2 separate regions of the Mus musculus genome follow, and region 1 is linked to region 2. The links are chromatin contacts, called in public ChIA-PET maps. All regions are on one chromosome and are shown on one strand. The core of a region is the stretch at or near the end of the contact, and the rest is flanking DNA. Distances in the headings are between cores, read along the strand shown. Region 1 overlaps Naaladl2 (N-acetylated alpha-linked acidic dipeptidase-like 2). Region 2 overlaps Naaladl2 (N-acetylated alpha-linked acidic dipeptidase-like 2).

Region 1 (5,734 bases), core at 529-3,028, 120 kb before region 2:
ACACAGGGAGCGCTATTAAAGTTGTTGTGCGCTTCCAAGAGCCTGAGGAGTAAACACAAGAAATTGAAATATGAGACAGATATCGGGAGAAAAAAACAAAGAATGGAGAAACTCTTAAGACCCAAATGGATAATTCAAAAATCATGCTTCAAATTGGTTAATATTTCCAGATGGCTGCAAGGAGGACAATTTTCCCATATGCTTGTCTTTTTTTAGAATTCAAAATATGAACATTTTTTCTGGATGGCTGTCATAATCAGATCAAAATATATATATCATAGGCACTATATTTTAACTCCAATGCTATTTACGGTAGTTGATCTGTATAATGACAAGTGGTATTATTAGGGCATAAGGACACATAATGAAATTTTATAATTTTTTTATAATAAAAATTTTAGTTTTATTAAAGTGGGTTTAATGGTAGGCTACATAATGGTTTGCCAATATTTAACTTCAGAGTACATGGCAAGTTTCATATGATTTGTTTAGACATATATTAATTTAAATGTATGCATTCTATATTTAGCAATTTTATGCAGTTTTTATAAAATTAGTAGTATGCCAGAAGTTCAATATATATAAAACCTAAGGTTTCTTCCCTCCATGCAATAGTAACGGAGATTGGAACTTAGAGAATAGATACATTCAAGTAAACTCAATACAATAAAAGTTTTCTTAAAGTGCTCACTGACAGTTTTGATTCCTTCGAAGCACAACGGCCAGTGCTCACAGATCAGGGACACTCATACTTATGGTTAGTAGTTGTCTTGGTCAGGGTTTCTATTCCCGCACTAAAATCATGACCAAGAAGCAGTTGGGGAGGAAAAGGTTTATTCAGCTTACATTTCCACCTTGCTGTTCATCACTGAAAGAAGTCAGGACTGGAACTCAAGCAGGTCAGGGAGCCGGAGCTGATGCAGAGGCCATGGAGGAATGTTCTTTACTGGCTTGCTTTCCCTGGCTTGCTCAGCCTGCTTTCTTATAGAACCAAGACTACCAGCCCAGAGATGGTCCTACCCACAATGGGCCTTTCCCCCTTGATCACTAATTGAGAAAATGCCTTACAGCTGGATCTCATGGAGGCATTTCCTCAACTGAAACTTTCTCTGTGATAACTCCAGATGTGTCAAGTTGACACACAAAACCAGCCAGTATAGTAGTAATTATGAGTTTGATGGGTATCACCTAGCAGATGAGTCTCTGGATATGCCCATAGAATGTTCTCTTAAGTTAAATGAGGTTAGAAATAACCATCTTCTTTTGGGGGTTTTCTGAATGGACTAAATGGAGCAGCAGTAAGCATTCAGTGCTTTCTGTGTCTTGATTGTGGATATGAAGTGACCAACTATCTCAAATTCCTTTCACTATGACATCATAGTATGGCATTACTGTGAATTATGAGCTAAACTTAACCAATTTGTTTTTTTTTTTTTTTTTTGTCATGACTCTCCTGCTTTACGCAGGTAGGGAAATTATGATCAGAATGAGGTCAGAATGAAGTGCCACAGCCATTTGTCATTCTAGCTGGTACTCGACCAAGACTTGTAGAATCTGGCCCAGATCATTTAACTTTAGACATAATTAAGAACAGTACAGTGTTTCAAAAAAAAAATCCTGATAACAATTAACCACCCCATGCATATAACAAAGCTTAAGATATGTTTATATTGAAGTTCTTAGTAAAATATATGGCTTCATTCTTAAAATAGTTTCTTGTTGAGTTAGAAACAATGCTGTAGACAAGGGTCTAGAGAGAATTAGTGAGGTAATTGTAATTCCTGTGAGAGTCAGGATGGTCCTGGACCTAAGATAAAATAGACTTCACTTAGGCTGTTTTAAAGCCCAAGTGGACTCACTTGTAAGGACATGTTTTGTGGTCTAAGTGTGATGCTCAAGCTTTTAAGAGATAAGGAAAGACACTGTATGAGATAAGTAAATTCTGGGAGATAGAGCAGAGCATGTCTTCTCAGATAGGAAAGGATCACCAGGTTGTAAAACTCCATCATTCTGGGCATTCCAGGGAGAGCAGCTGAGCACCTTATTCCACTGAAGAGATAAGCTGTATGTTTAGCTTTCCTGGTTTCTCCAGTGCTTGTAGGTATGCACATGGCACTTTTGCCCTCTACAGTTTACTCCAGGAGTTCATTTTCTCACAGATTTTATCATAGCAACATGAAAAGAAGTCAAGGCATTTTGCATGTGAGATGCTGTCTGAGGTTGGACATCCCTGTGTTCAGGGATGCATGCCTGATGTCCATGCTACATAAGCAGCTTATTCATAATATATTTTTGGCTTAAACTTGCAAAACATGAGTATAGAAAACTTACTTGAGAGGTCTCTATTGATGTTATTATAAAAGGTGACATACTACCAGCAAAATGTAATATGGAAAGAGGCAATTCTAAAATAATAGAAAATTAGTCATAATTAAATGCATCCTAAGTTGTTTTCATATGTGTTGCTAAAAGCCCCATTTTTAAAAAAAAATCACATCAAAACACTGACTGTTAAGTATACACTCAGAGTTTTTCAAATATAGTATTTATATGTTCATTTTTCTGTTATTTGATAGAGCTCTCTAATTAATTAACCAATAAAGAAAAGGCTCATACTATTGGCTAAGTGGATACTCTATTCAGCAATAGAGTCAAAGTAATGAGGAAAATTATACTTCTTAAAAAATCAATTATGACATTTTACCAGATATCATTGTCTTAAAACCACTTTACACATATAGTCAAATTTATTTTTTGTACTTAAGCTAATCTCTGAAGAAATTGATAGGATCCCTACTTTCTTTAAAATTGAAACAACCACCACCACCTCCTCCTCCTCCTCCTCCTCCTCCTTTCTCTCTCTCTCTCTCTCTCTCTCTCTCTCTCTCTCTTCCTTTCTCTGTTTATTTTTGAGACAGGGATTGCCTATGTAGCCCTGGCTATCCTAGAAATTACTACACTGACCAGACCTCAAAGTCAGAGATCTGCCTGCTTTTGAGTTCAGTTACAAACTAAAAGAAATGTGTCACCATCACATTGCTTAATACTATTTCTTAAATATTTTTCATCTTACACTATCTCCATACACCATCATAAAACTATGATGCTTAATTTATATTTTCCTAGTTATGCTTAGAAAAAAGTTGGTAATGAGTTATATTGACCATTTTCAAAGGTAAAGAACACTATAAATTGGTAATATGAAGTCATTGTGGTATGGATGGATATTAGCGTTTCCTTGAATTCTATATCCTATTGTGAAATAAAATGTATGACTTAATTCTAAGCTCCACAAGTATACATTTCATGTAACTGATGCAAATACTAAAAGGAAACATTAAATCTTTGTTGATGATAAATAATATTATCCTCTACTATATAGACCCAAGGATTATCAGAACTGGTAAACATCTTTAGCCAAATAACTGAATGCAAAAATCAACACATGAGAATCAGTAGCATTTTCACATGAAACAAGAAAGGAAGAGAGCAGTTCTCTTCAAAAGATCTTCAAAATTACTATAGGTAAACATGTCCAAAAATTTGATAGAGTTCTTTCAAAGAAAGGAAGTAAAAATGAAATGAACTCTTTTTGAGAAAGTAAGAAATGCTGCTGAAAATGTGGGGGAAATAGAGCCTATAAACCCTGTTGGTGAGTGCAGATATTCCTGCAGATACTCTAAAACATTAGGGAAGATTTTAAAATGAGCAAACCTCAATGTAGAACCAGACATGGCCCTCCCATTTTACTTGTGTTTATGGAACTGAAGGACTCAAGGCAACATGTCTCTAGAAAACTCTGAATTCACAATCTTCTACACTTGCCCCTGTCATTGCTGAAGGACTCAAGGCAAAATGACCCTAGAAAATTCTGCATTCATAATTTTCTGTACTTGTCCTGGTCATTGAATGAATTAATCAGCCCAGAATTCCATCAGCAAGTGAATAAACATAGAAAATATGATTGTGGGTGGCTAGATAGATAATAGTAATATCCGCAAATATATGCACATGGATAGATGATTCATATCTTGTATTCAGTGTAATTTTGTTCACAGTAAGGAAAATGATTACATTGTTAGAACATGTATACAACTGAAGACCATCATATTAAATCAAGTAATTTGGACATAGAAGGACAAATATCATGTTTTCATTCACTTGTAGGTCTTAGAATTCCTTATACATATAAAAGCCCATTATTATATGTTCAACAGGAAAGCAGATCAGAGCAGAATAATGGAGGCAAAAAAGGTGAACAGCTAAAGTGGGGGTGGTAGGGAGAATCAATATGTTCAAACCCAAGAAAATAAAGCAGAAAACATGTTAAAATCTATCAATGACAAATCTGGTTTCCAATTTTGAAAATGAAGATATAATGATTGCTCTGCTGGTCAGACATACTGTGCAGACACATCTCACAGCTTTAGATGATGTGGTCATATCTTGCATGTTTCCTAATTTTGTGTTGGAGCCAATTTCTTTGGAGGTGGAAATGGACCTGCTCATCTTGTTGAACCCCTGTGTTAATGGCACATTTCCATGAAATAAGTATTTTTAGAACTAAAAACATTTGGGGAACCATTTTAGATAAATTTTAAACATACAATGAAAATCTTACAAGACATTTGCTTGCCAGTAAGACACTCCAGAGGGAAGTATGTATCTGGAGCTCGGCATCTGTGATGACCATGACCACAACATGACTTACTCAACTTGTTCATGCTTCCAAGTGTCATAGCTTTGCAGTGTTAGTGTGGTTGTTTGTCTGCTTTGCTTTTAATCTCTCTCCCTTTCTGTCTCCATTTCTTTTCTCTTTTTTGACAAGGTTTCTCAGTGTAGCCTCAGCTATCCTCGAACTTGCTCTATAGATGAGGCTGGCCTAAACCAGACTTCATCTATATCTTTAACTATATGTAGATCTTCCAAGTCTATTTTACAGAAACTTACAATTTTGTGCGTTTTCCCCTGATAAGCAAATATTTTTGTAAAAACTATAAAGGAAGTTACATCTATGAAATCTCTTAAGTGTTCAAAACATCAGATAAAAGTCAAAGCTACTTGCTTCATAGAGATCTCTGAAACCTCCCCCTGGAATTTTGTGCCTCCATGTAAGTCTCCTGAGAGAGGCAGTTGTCTTTGGTCTTCTTTCATGGTGCATCTGTCTCTGTGATATTAAATTAATAGAGAGAATTCCACTGAAAGAGAACAAAGGATTTGTAAGCATTTTGATTTCTTCAGTCTCATCTCAGTAGTTTTAGCCTCGAAATCATTCTGACCCAGTTTTCCCCATCCAGAAAGAGTGCGTTAAGTGTATGCAGTAAAGGGTTTATTTAGAATCTTGAAGTAGAAAAAAAGAAAAGAAAAAAAGAAAGAAAGAAAGAAAACCTGTACCTATATGTTAAAGATATCTCCTCATCTTTAAATCTGTATAGAGTTGCTTTATTTTTATCTATTCATGAATCTTATCTGAGGATTATAAATTTCACATCCCTTCCTATTTTGAGACACTTCTAATTTATGAAGTATGTACTCATGTAAGTCATACTTAGAATCTGCATTTGAAAATTTAACAGTATATCGAAGGTATATTTTAAACATCTACCAGTATAAATATTATATGTATAAATATATATGTTTTATATATATATTATTTTTCTCTCAATATTCAAAAAATATACAATGCGAAACTATATACATTTACACTGTCTTATATATTTTTAATGAGTTAGAC
Region 2 (5,313 bases), core at 350-2,849:
AATTTTATGGAGAATTTTTAAGATTTGCAGGGATAGAGAAAGCCTTGTAACTGGACCACTAAAGAGTTACATGGCAGCACTGTTTTAATATTTCTACACTCTGTGGGGATATAACTTTGAGTGTGTTTATGCTTATGTTTGTGTGTGAACTATGTGTGTCCAATAAATATATATTTCAAAACTGGAAATATTAAACAGGACACTTTAAAGCAAAAGACACTCACTATTTTGCCTACAGTTGATATATATTTCATTGAAAGTCGATTGAAATGTAAAAAAGGGAGCTTTGTTTGCCTTCCTGGGTTTTTTGAATGTGGTAGAAATGCCATTGCATGTCTAGGGCCCTGTGATCTCATTTGACAGTGGAAAGCACACCAGGAGGTAAAGGTAGAGGCCTACAGAGTCAGCCTGAAGGAAGGTTTCAGCTGCATTGATACTGCAATTCATTTTGGTCACTGTTTTTAAAAGTATATACTTGACAGAACACCATTGTCTTTAGAAAAACTAAGAGCATGCAGCCCACATGGCTCACAAATGTGTGACTCCAAAAGAAAGACATCATAGTACTTGAACATGGCTTTTAAGATTTAAACTGTATTTCATTGTATATCTAGACTCAGTGACCATGAACTTGAAATGATGCCCACGATGCAGAATTGTTTATTAATAGGAACAGACTACCCTATTGCTTTATGCTTGTTGTAACTTGGAGTTTAAGGCTCAGTGATCTTCATTGTAATACCATTTTCCTGACTGAAACCAATTAATATGAACTGTAATTTACCCATGAGAAATAAATGACTCTCTCCTAATAGTTTAGTAGCTGCTGTTCCTGAGAAGTAAAAGAAGGCTGTATTCACTCTAATTTTCTCACCAAGAAAATGTCCATGCCAGGAGAATCCAAGCCTTAATTCCAGCAAAAACTTCTCAGTGAAATATGTAACAAATAAGTAGAAACAGAAACTTTCTAAAACTTGAGATCAGATAAGTCAGGACAACATGAAGACTCAAGGATATAGGAGAGAGAAGGCAGAAATTAAAACGATTGACTTCACAGACATTTGTCCTGACTGAGAAAGGAAAGGAAAATGATAATGAAGAAAAAAATCTTATTTTTATATAACATTGTCATTACTGGTCCTGGCACTTTAAGATCTCCGAAGAGTGCAGAAGTGTGCCAGGTTTACAGAAATTGCTTAAACATGTTACAGGCTCTGAGGTATTATAACCTCAACATCGCATTTCATGAAAGCTTTTCTCTTTTCAGAGCTGAGTGCCTTTAAAATGCCTTTTATGGCTACACATAAAAATGTTCATTTGTGTTTTCAACTGTATAAGAAATGTCGACTGTGTCAGTGAAAAGATTCTGTCCTTTGAGAACTCTAAAGGACTGTACAGGTCCCTGGACCTATCTTCTGCTCTAGAAATTGCTAGGTATTGAAGATTTAAAATCTCTTTGCAGAAGAAATGCACTGTCTAGTGCTGCTGTTCTCAACTTGTGAGTAGCAACCATCAGAAAGCTGCTGACAGTTAGGGTGTGGCTTCTGAACTCAGTCTAATCTCCTACAGACACGCCTAGAGCCTAACGTGATCTAGACCATATCCTGAGGCTGTCCTGGAGGCTTGTTTAGTCTTGTAGTGCTAGATCCTATCCAGTTGAAAGCAAGGTTAACGTTCAGATATCGTTTACACACTTGCTTCAGTTACTCCCATGTGAGATGCTGTCCACATTCATGCTTCTGTAAACTAAAGATAAAGTTACTATACTGCTGAGCCTTGTGTATCACAGGAGAAAGACAATGGCTATACCCATGTCTCCAGGTCCACTGGACATAATGTTCCAAGTTCCTAAACTTTACTGCTTTGTGTTGTTCTCTGTTATCAGAATAGTCTTGTGGGGCATTGGGCTATGCACAGACAGGCTAGTCTCCAGTTGAGCTGAGGTCTGAACCCTGGAGTGGTGATACTTTGCCTACATGACATGGTAGGCATTCCCTCATGCTCTGGAACTCTGGCTCCTGCCTAAGTTACTACCCCTTCCGCACCCCCCCTCCCCCAGCCCTCACAAGAGAAGCATGGCTAGAAGTCACATAGGCAATGTCCCAAGCTTCTGACCTTCAGGCTAAACTCCTCCCCAGTTACCTAGTAACAATAAAGACCATAAGAGGAGCTGTTTGGCCTCTCCTCATCTCGCTCACTCCTTTGTTCTCTTACCTCTCACTTCTCTCTCCTCTCTGTCTCCTCCTCTCCTCTCTCCTCTCCTCTCTACCTCTTACTCTCTCTTTCTCTCTAGCCTTTCCTCACCCTCTCTCTCTTCTACCTTCTCTCTTTCTCCCTGCCTTTCTACAATAAAGCTATAAAACCATAGAATGTCTCTGCTCATCAAGGCCCACTGCACTTGGAGGATGGGATAGGCTTTCTCCTAATGAGCCTTTTCTAATCTCCTGATGGAAGGCCTTCCTGTGCTCCCTCTCTTCTATAACTTTAGGAAAGTAGCCTTGGGACTCCCAGGTTGGGCTGCCCTTGTTCACCCCACCCCGCCCCCAGAAGAGTAGGTCAAAGGTTTGGATGCCCACCCCTGGCTGAGTAGAAAGCATGTGGCAGCCCTCCCATGCCTGCCTGACCAGAATATAGATGGAATTCTGGCGGGGTGTGGGTCTTTCCTCCCTCTCTTCCCCAGGCCCCCTTTTTAGTTTCAAACATAGTCTTTTATCACACCAGAAATTATATAAATATATTTTCTTATATCTTCAATATGTTTCAATTTGAGGATTGTATATGCGTAAGATTATGAGATAGATACATAATATTTATAAAATAAGTGCAGGATCATTAGCCTTGGTATCTCAGTTCAGATTCTTAAAGTCTGGATGGTTACATACATTCATCGTGAGCATGAAAAGTCCTTTTCCATACTCCTTAGAGTAGTTATAAGTGTAACTAAATGTCTGCTTCAGGTCAAGCCTCTACCACTCTTTGCAATGATTGGTGTTCAAATGGAATAGATTTAACATGACCCTGAGTGGAGAAGTAAAGAATTTCCCAGTCTGAAACTCTAATTTACATTGCAAAGACCTGGGTCCACATGCATATTCTTACATTCAACTGGGTTTTACTGTAAGCCGAATCCTAAGAAACGAACCAAGTTATCTGTTTCCTTGGTGTTAAATTTTTTCAGGACTAATACTTTCAGTTATTTCACAGGGACATATTGTCAAAATGTTGTCATGCTCTCCTGCTCAAAATTGTGCACCTCAGACAGTTTGACTATTAAATCCAGAAAGGAATCACTACAGATAAAAAGAAAATGAAATAAACATATTTACTCATGTGAACTTTAAACAAGGAAAAAATTCTAAATGTGAAGACATTTATGAATAAAGGAGATAAAATAACTTCGAATAGTAACTGGTTTTTTAATGTAATATTTCATAATATGCAATTTTTATTCGATTAAATAGATTACCAGTGCAGATATGAAAATTCTTATATAGTGAGAATAATGATAGTAACTTGTGACTAAAAGCAATTGTAGGAATAATTTACTGGCTTGGGTATTAGCACTTAAAGATTGAACTTACAGCATTGATAAATATTATTTATTAATTTTTATATAAGGCTGATGAAATAGCTAGGTCTTACAATCATGAGGATCCGAATTCAAGTTCTCAGCACTTATCTAGAAATGATATGCAGCTATTCACATCTGTAAACCTAACTTTGAAGAAGTAGATAGAGGTAGAGCCCTGAAGATCATTGACTACATTAGCCAGTCTGTGTTCTCCATGAGTCTTACTGAAAGCCAATCAAAGGTACTTGCAGCAGAGTCATGCCATAATTAGCTAATATCAGTTAAGGAATGAGAAGAACTATGTAAACTATAATATAACATTGAGCAAACTCAGTAATTAAGCTTGCATGCAATATCAAAGTGTAGTAATGCTATCTTAGTAGTAACTTTATTGCTTAATTTCATTTTTTTTAGAACCTAGTAAGAATAGGAGTTTTACTTATTAAACAAATAATATTACCTTAATGAATAGAAACTCTAAAGAAACTCTAAGGACAATTTTATAAATTATAATAGAGGCACTGCTAAAATTTGCTTGCAGAATGCAAATTTTCATTGACTATTGACTACTAAATATTAACATATTCAAAAGGAGAAAACTATTTAAGTTTAATAATATGCAAGTGTAGAGAATTTTTAATTGTATGCTTTAATGAAACTTCCCTGCTGTGAATATTAGTGGATATTTCAATACATACATATTAAATGCTATTTAAAGCAAAATATTAAAATAACTTTAAGTAATACATTGAAACTCGGGTTTTTAAGAATTTATATTATAAAGATATCTATTGCAATAATTTAAGATGCTATCATTGTAATATTTACTTCTTTAAAGTTCAAAAATATCTCTTTTCCTGTGACTATTTGGAAAAGATTATGTTTAACTATGGCTTCACTTGTAGGATGACCAATTTTAGAAGAAGGACAAAATAAAGCATAACTGGTAGAAAAAAATCTATAATTACAAATGGCCATAAATCAGTTGAATTAACAATGAATAAGTTCCTTCCTGTTTTTGTTTTTGTTTTTATTATTATTATTAGCTGACGTTAACCCCACTTATGGATGTAATGTCAGTATTTCAGGGCTTCGAGTCATGTGTAAATGCCGGGAAGCATTCTGCTGTTTTAGCACTAAAGCCTATAGTTGAGACCCACAGGCCACTGTAGTTGAGATCCACAGCCAAGTTCAGCCAGATGCTTTACTCCTTCAGGAACCTCTCTGATAATCTTGATGTGAGTTTATTTGGAGGCTGATTTTGATTTTCTGCCAAACTTATTCATATAGCATTTTTATTGCCCTAATTATTGTCATAGTCATTTTGACATGCCATGTTTTTTCAAATAAAAATTTCAGAAAACATATGAAAATTAAAGGGTGAAGCAAACTTTAGGTACTTAGTTAGCTATCAAGCACAAGGTTATGAGGTATGAGAAGTAGAATGTGATTGTCATAGACAAATGATTTTTTCTGAGCAAAGTGTAAAGGTTTTATTAAACTCCTTAGAGTAACAAATTGCTATATATAGGTTCTGAATGCCATTTACAAACAATTCTGAGTAATCAACAGTAATGTTTGGCCAATAGTATAGGTGATACATGAATAGACTCAGTATTCAAAAATGTGATGTGATTACTAATAATCATTTCTCCGGTATAGTAGAGACAGTTTTAAACTAGTAACTTCCAAAATTATTTTGAAAGATAACAGCAATATCGATAGAGTTATGATGGCATAGC

Evidence for each region. ChIA-PET counts read pairs in DNA pulled down with a chosen protein or histone mark.
Region 1: a contact with region 2 is called in an SMC1A ChIA-PET map of the G1E-ER4 cell line, with 19 read pairs. The contact joins two enhancer-like sites.

Annotation. Positions count from the first base shown.
Region 1 is chr3:24,044,620-24,050,353 of GRCm38.p6, reverse strand. All of the region lies in intron 10 of Naaladl2 (N-acetylated alpha-linked acidic dipeptidase-like 2), which reads left to right. Among named protein-coding and RNA genes, the nearest start is that of Gm42191, 110 kb to the right of the region's middle. Within about 2 kb of position 1,778, at least 2 of the 459 cell types and tissues checked have an H3K27ac peak or open chromatin away from gene starts, as enhancers often do. A contact at or near this core is called in the G1E-ER4 cell line, where this site is marked.
Region 2 is chr3:23,924,592-23,929,904 of GRCm38.p6, reverse strand. The region is part of intron 11 of Naaladl2 (N-acetylated alpha-linked acidic dipeptidase-like 2); the gene reads left to right. Among named protein-coding and RNA genes, the nearest start is that of Gm42191, 13 kb to the left of the region's middle. Within about 2 kb of position 1,599, at least 11 of the 459 cell types and tissues checked have an H3K27ac peak or open chromatin away from gene starts, as enhancers often do. A contact at or near this core is called in the G1E-ER4 cell line, where this site is marked.